2 separate regions of the Mus musculus genome follow, and region 1 is linked to region 2. A link is a contact called in public promoter capture Hi-C data. All regions are on one chromosome and are shown on one strand. The core of a region is the stretch at or near the end of the contact, and the rest is flanking DNA. Distances in the headings are between cores, read along the strand shown.

Region 1 (2,920 bases), core at 312-2,811, 3.5 Mb after region 2:
AGGCTGCTGCCGCTGCTGGCGTAGTCATCAGGATCGGATCCCAGAGAGTGGGCAGATGGGCTCCGAGCCAGGCCACCCAAGGGCCCCCAGATGGTGCTGGGGGTAGTAGACCTTCGGCAGGAGGGGCAACAGGCCTGGTTAGGGTCTCTTCGAGTCACAGGGGTCCCAGGGGCAGCAGAGAAGGCAGAAGGGGAAAGTGGAAGATCCCCAGGGGGCGGTGGGGAGCTGGAAGGCGAAAAGGAACAAGAGGACAGGGAAGGGCCAGAAAAGCCTGGAGGTGGCGGCGAGCTTCTGCGGCCTGAGGGCAAGCCGGAGAAGCTGATGCTTTGTCGCAGCACATGGGGCTGGCCAGGGAGAGCTAGGTCCTCGGTGGGGTTGTGGATGAAGTGGCATCGAGAGCCATAGGGGCAGCGGCCCTGGAGGTAGAACTTGTGGCAGAGTTCCGTTTTGTACTTGGGGTGGCGATTGGCTTGGCGAAGTTCACCCAGGCCGTGAGCAAACTGGCACTTGGCCCCGTAGCGACAACGCCCGCTTTCTGAGTAGGTCCGACAGAGCTCGGTCTTGTATCGAGAGGAGGTGGTGGGAGTTGCAGTAGGCGAAGTAGGTGAGGGTGACAGCTCAGGGCCTGGGCGGGGAGCCAAAGGTGCAAAACCAGGGGGTGGGGGTACCCAGCCACAGCTTCGGCCCTCCACCAGGCTAGTGGAGCGGCCAGTCAGGCGAGAGGTGACCCCAGACGGGATGGAGTCCGAGTTTATGTTCCAAAGTCCTCCGAGGGATTCGGTTCCTCCGTGGTCGGATGACAGGTCATGGCTCATCGACTGGAGGCTCTGAGAGGAACAGGGTTCGGTTAGGCCACCAGAAAAGGTAAGGTGACGTCGCCCCGCCCCTGTTGTAAAGCACTTCACGAGCTTGCCAGTCCGGTTTGTGGGTTCTCGGCCTGAGCCCCACCCGGCTCACACAAACTCCAGGGAGAACCTGACTACAGAGATTTGAGTGTTTCCACATGACTGAAGGTAATCCAGAAGGATCTAGGAAGCCCAGTATCCCCGATCGAGAGAGGGTTCCCCCCCAAATCAAAGCACACTGCTGCTCGCCAACTTTGGGCCTCTAGGACTCCCCCCCCCCCCATATGACCGCCCACCGGGCGCTCGTTTCACAACTTGAAGGAGCCGGCCAAAGCTGACCCAGGAGGCCAGATCTCTCTAGAACTCTTACCCTGTCAACTCCCCCCCTACCTCAACCTTAGCACCTGCTTGGCCACCAAACCGCGCCATGGGCAGCGAAGGGCACTAGACAGGTGTGATGCCGCTTCCGCCCTACGCGAGTGACAGCAGTGTGCCAGCTTTTCGTCCCAAGGGGATCGCCGGTATCTGGACCGAGGCGCTAGGCTCGCTGGCTCCCTCTCTCATTTCCAGCCAGCCAGGGCTAGTCTGAGAAGGTACGGAGGCGTCCCGGGCCTAAGTTTGGTGCGTCGGGGATCCCGGGATGCTGTCTAACAGGTACTCACCTCGTAGATGGCAGAGAGATCCATGGTGGCGCGAATGGCCTTGGTGAAGAGACCGACTGTCGGTTCGCAGAAGTCAGGCTGTGGCCCGCAGCAGGAGCTTTCTCCTTTTATGGGGCGGCCTGGGGGCGTGGCCACTAGAGCTTCCGGGACGCGCCCCCGCGGCGTAGCTCGGCCGGCCTGGTACTAGGCCCCTTCCGCCTATCTGCTGGTTAGCATGCAAAATGTGCCTGAACTTGGCCCTCCCGCAGCTCCGGCCCCTCTCGGGGGGTAGTAGGGAGGGTTGTGTACGACCAACTGGAGGTGATGGTAGCGGGGCGTCCTAGTGTTTTTCAGAGGTGGAAGGCAGTCGGGAAGAGAACTGGGGCAGAAGTGGGGGCAGGGCTCTAGGGACAATTGACAAGGGCAGAGACTGAGGGCGTGTGCGTGTGAGACAGACGGGGGCGGGGAGAGACAAGTTGGAAGAGACAGAGATGGCCAGAAGCCGAGAGAAAAACAAAGAGACAGTGAGAGACATTCACAAGTAGGATCTGCTGGTTTAGGACTGTGATTCCGGCCCCTCAGGGAGGCTGAGGCAGGAGACTGGTAGTTCAAGGCCTGGCTCCACTATACAGTGGGTTCTAGGGCAGCTTGAGTAACTTGGTGAGACCCTTTTCTTAGGAAGTAAAAAGATGCCAGATCACTGATGGCCCAAACTTTTAATTTCAGCACTTGGAAGGCAGAAGCAGACGGATTTCTATGAGTTCGAGGCTAGCCTGGTCTACAGAGTGAGTTCCAGAACAGCCAGGACTACACACAGAAACCCTGTCTTTTTTGTTTGTTTGTTGTTTTTGTTTTTCGAGACAGGGTTTCTCTGTATAGCTCTGGCTGTCCTGGAACTCACTTTGTAGACCAGGCTGGCCTTGAACTCAGAAATCCGCCTGCCTCTGCCTCCGGAGTGCTGGGATCAAAGGCGTGTGTCACCATGCTCGGCTGAGAAACCCTGTCTTGAAAAACAAAACAAAAGACAAGACAGTGGCATATGGTTGTAATCTTGGCATTTGGAGGTGGAGGAAGGGGGATCAGGCGTTCAATGTCAGACTAAGCTATTGATTGAGTTCCAGGTCCTACTTTTAAAAAAAAAAAAAAAAAAAAAGAGAAACCACGAAGGTAAGGAGGAAGTAAAACGAAGTCTCAGCGACTTGGTATGTACTCCTTAGAGCCAACCCTATTATAGAAAGAAAAAAAGATGACATTTACAAAGTGGGGAGACAGTAAGACAGGGAGAGGGGACTGGGAAACAAATCTAGGCGAGGAAGTGGGTTACAGAAAGATAGAAAGGCGAAATAAAAACTTAAACCTGAAGGCACAGAACCTGTAAGACAGTTGGTCCAGGTAGGGACCGCTCTGAGCTGTAGCTCAGCAGTGCCCTTCCAA
Region 2 (3,074 bases), core at 51-2,550:
TGTGTATAAAGAGGGTGCGATATGTGAACATACACCCTTCTCTGAGACGCACCTGTGGCAGTCAGAGGACAAAACTCTGTAGTTAGTTCTTATACCGTGATGGGTTCAAAGAATCGTATCAGGTCAATCAGGCTCGTATGGGAGAACTTCTACCTAGTGAGCGAACCATCACAATGCCCCTCGTTTCTTTTTTTTTTTTGGGGGGGGGGGGGTCGAGACAGGGTTTCTCTGTGTAGCCCTGACTGTCCTGGAACTCACTCTGTAGACCAGGCTGGCCTCGAACTCAGAAATCCGCCTGCCTCTGCCTCCTGAGTGCTGGGATTAAAGGCGTGCGCCACCACGCCCGGCCCCTCCTCTCTTTTCTATCTTAAATAATATTTGTCTGGATGCAACACAACCTCAAATATTTTATGCGCTGCGCTGCGGGGTGGGAGTGGGAGGTACTGAGAGCCTGGCGTAGTGACACACTCCCGTAGCATTAAGCTGGGGGATCATGAGTTCAAAGCCAGCCTTAGATAAAAAGTCCCAGGCCAGTCTTGGCTAAATAAATTAATGATAATCCTGTCTCAAAACAACAAACGATAGGCAGGTAGGTGGGTGGGTAGGTACAGATATAATAAAGTTGCACAGGTCAGCTTGGATGACTCAGAAGAGGCAAACGAGGAGACTAACGGTCTGAACAACCAGACTCCGGCACTAGATGGCGGAGCTGAACCTCCACCAAGGGCCCGCCTCTACCCCTTTGTCCCCGCCCTAATCTCCTCCCCGCTCCCAACGCCTTCTTTCCTCTCCGCGAGCGTCAATGGAGCTGAAGCAACTTCCGCCCAAAGAAGGGTGGGGCTTCCGTGTATCTCTTGGTCTCGCGAATGCTAATGCTAGCACAAAAGGTGGTGGTGGCCACATGTCATAGTGCCTTTTCCCTGGATTGCCTGTCACGGTTCCGCCCGTAACTATTCCCATTTCCGGCCAGGAAGCAGGGTCTTGCGCTGAATCCCGCCTTCCTTTCGTGCGCGCTCAACTTCGCCCGCACTTCCGCCCTCAAAAGTTTCCGCCTCCTTGTTCCCGCCAGACACACAAGGCTCAAATGAAGGCCGACTCCCCCAGCTCGCTCCGGTCACGCCCAAGGAAACGGAAAGAGGAACCAGATCCCTTATCCTCCTCCCGAGTCCCTTCTCTTGGCTTCTCCACCCCTTCCTCTTACAGACCCGCCCATTTTGGGTGGAGATGAAGCCATATTCGCCCTCAGAAAGGCGGAGCCCTCTGGTTTAGCCGCTCTCGCGAGCACTCCGAAATCTCGCGAGACTCGACGCCCGACTTGTGCGCCCGGGAAACCCCGTCGTTCCCTTTCCCCTGGCTGGCAGCGCGGAGGCCGCACGGTGAGTGAGGGCTCTGGGTCGCGGCTGTGCGCGGGGCCACGGGGCCGGGCTTTCTGGCCCCAAGAGCTCGTGCCGGGACCGCGGGAAGCCCGGCGCGGGGTCGCTCCGCCCTCTGGAGCCGCGGCCACGTGCGAGCGGCAGGCCCGGACATGCCTGATCGCCGCAATCCGGGAGCCCGGAGGGTTAGGTGGGCAGCGGAGGGGTGAGTGGGACGCCCGGAACGTGGGCTTGAGGGAGCGGGGTGTGGAGGGCTCTCCCACGCGGTCACCACGCCGCGGTGCTGCGATCCGCGTGGCGTGTGCACCCGGCAACTCTGTTGGACCTGCAGGAGCCGAGTTGCAGGGACATGAGGCTGGGTGGATGCTGAGGCTTTGGGGTGGACTGGCGACGAGCAGGGTTGGTGTTGACCTGGACCCACGTCAGGGGTTTGCACCAAGCCTGACCTCGGCATGCTTGTCCCTTCCTCAGATGCCCGGAGTTACTGTAAAAGACGTTAACCAGCAGGAGTTCGTCAGAGCTCTGGCAGCCTTCCTCAAAAAGTAAGTGTTTGTTGGAACTGAGGCCTGACCCCTGTGCGCTGTGACCCCAATGTGTCATTAATCCCTCTGGCCACTTGCTGGGGGTCTTTTCTGAATTGGGCCTACGGTGACCATGCTTCCTTTTTAACCTGTTCGTTCTTGCTTTTTTTTTCCCCCAACCTTGTTAACTTGCTAAAGGTTAGTAGATCTGAAGTCATCTTTGGAAATTTTTGAAGTGTGCTTTTTCTCAATTCTCTTGGTTCTAGGTCCGGGAAGCTGAAAGTCCCCGAATGGGTGGACACAGTCAAGCTGGCCAAACATAAAGAGCTTGCCCCATATGATGAGAACTGGTTCTACACACGAGCTGGTAAGAACTGAGGCTTTGGCTGGGAGTGGGAACCTGGGCGACCCCAGGCAGGGACCCTGTCTTCCCCTCCCATCTACACCAGGAGACAGACCTCATTATTGAATAGCTGTAGCTTTAAACTAGAAAGGAAATCTGAGGGCAAATGAGTGTCCATATTTTGCTTACTTGAGAGTCTTAACAGCTTTCTGTGTCCACGGTTATAGCATTTAGATTTGAACAACTGTCAACTCCTGTTTGGTTGAGTGGTCGGGAGTGCCACTCCTGTTATAAAGGAAACTTACAGATCTGGTGCCCAAAGAAAACTTTGGGGTGCCCCTCTGGTCTCTCTGGATCCTGCCTGGGTGCTTTGTGCATCCTGTTGTCTCTAGTCTTTAGGGGAGCAGGATTCTTTCTGCTGGGTAGTGCCAGGGTTGCAGTTCATGGCCAGGCCTTTGCTAGGGGGGGGCCCTGCCTGAGAATTCCCCTGGTCGTGGGAAGTAAGTTCCTCTTCGCTTAAGACCGTGAAGCAGTTTATAAGTTAATATTAAATGTCCACGGGATCCACTTTGTTTCAGGCTTTGGCATGGGCACAGGGACCACCATGACTCAACACAGCCTCTGAAAACCAAAAGGTCAATTCCACAGTGTGGGAAAAGGTCGGTGCTTCCACCTGCCAGCACGTTTTTAAGGAGGGTGATGTAGGGAAGGGTGGTGAGGCCTAGCTGAGGTGTGCACCTCACACCCCCTCTTGGAAGCAAGCGTGCAGTGGTGTTGACAGTGCTTCAGGTGGTAGGTTAGGGCGGCTGTGGAGTTGCGAGAGGAAGACTGTTGGGT

The links. Promoter capture Hi-C pulls out the DNA fragments that hold promoters and counts their contacts.
Region 1: a promoter capture Hi-C map of second pharyngeal arch cranial neural crest shows a contact between it and region 2. The contact joins the promoter of Zfp36 here to the promoter of Rps19 in region 2. A contact is called at or near these places in 2 of 39 promoter capture datasets (pre-B cells and second pharyngeal arch cranial neural crest) and 1 of 484 Hi-C or Micro-C datasets (B cells).

Annotation. Positions count from the first base shown.
Region 1 is chr7:28,377,667-28,380,586 of GRCm38.p6, forward strand. Zfp36 (zinc finger protein 36) reads right to left here and starts at 1,562. Exons shown (of 2, transcript NM_011756.4): 1 at 1,508-1,562; 2 at 1-827. The coding sequence starts at 1,531.
Region 2 is chr7:24,883,292-24,886,365 of GRCm38.p6, forward strand. It overlaps Rps19 (ribosomal protein S19), which reads left to right and starts at 1,301. Exons shown (of 6, transcript NM_001360119.1): 1 at 1,301-1,376; 2 at 1,845-1,915; 3 at 2,161-2,261. The coding sequence starts at 1,845.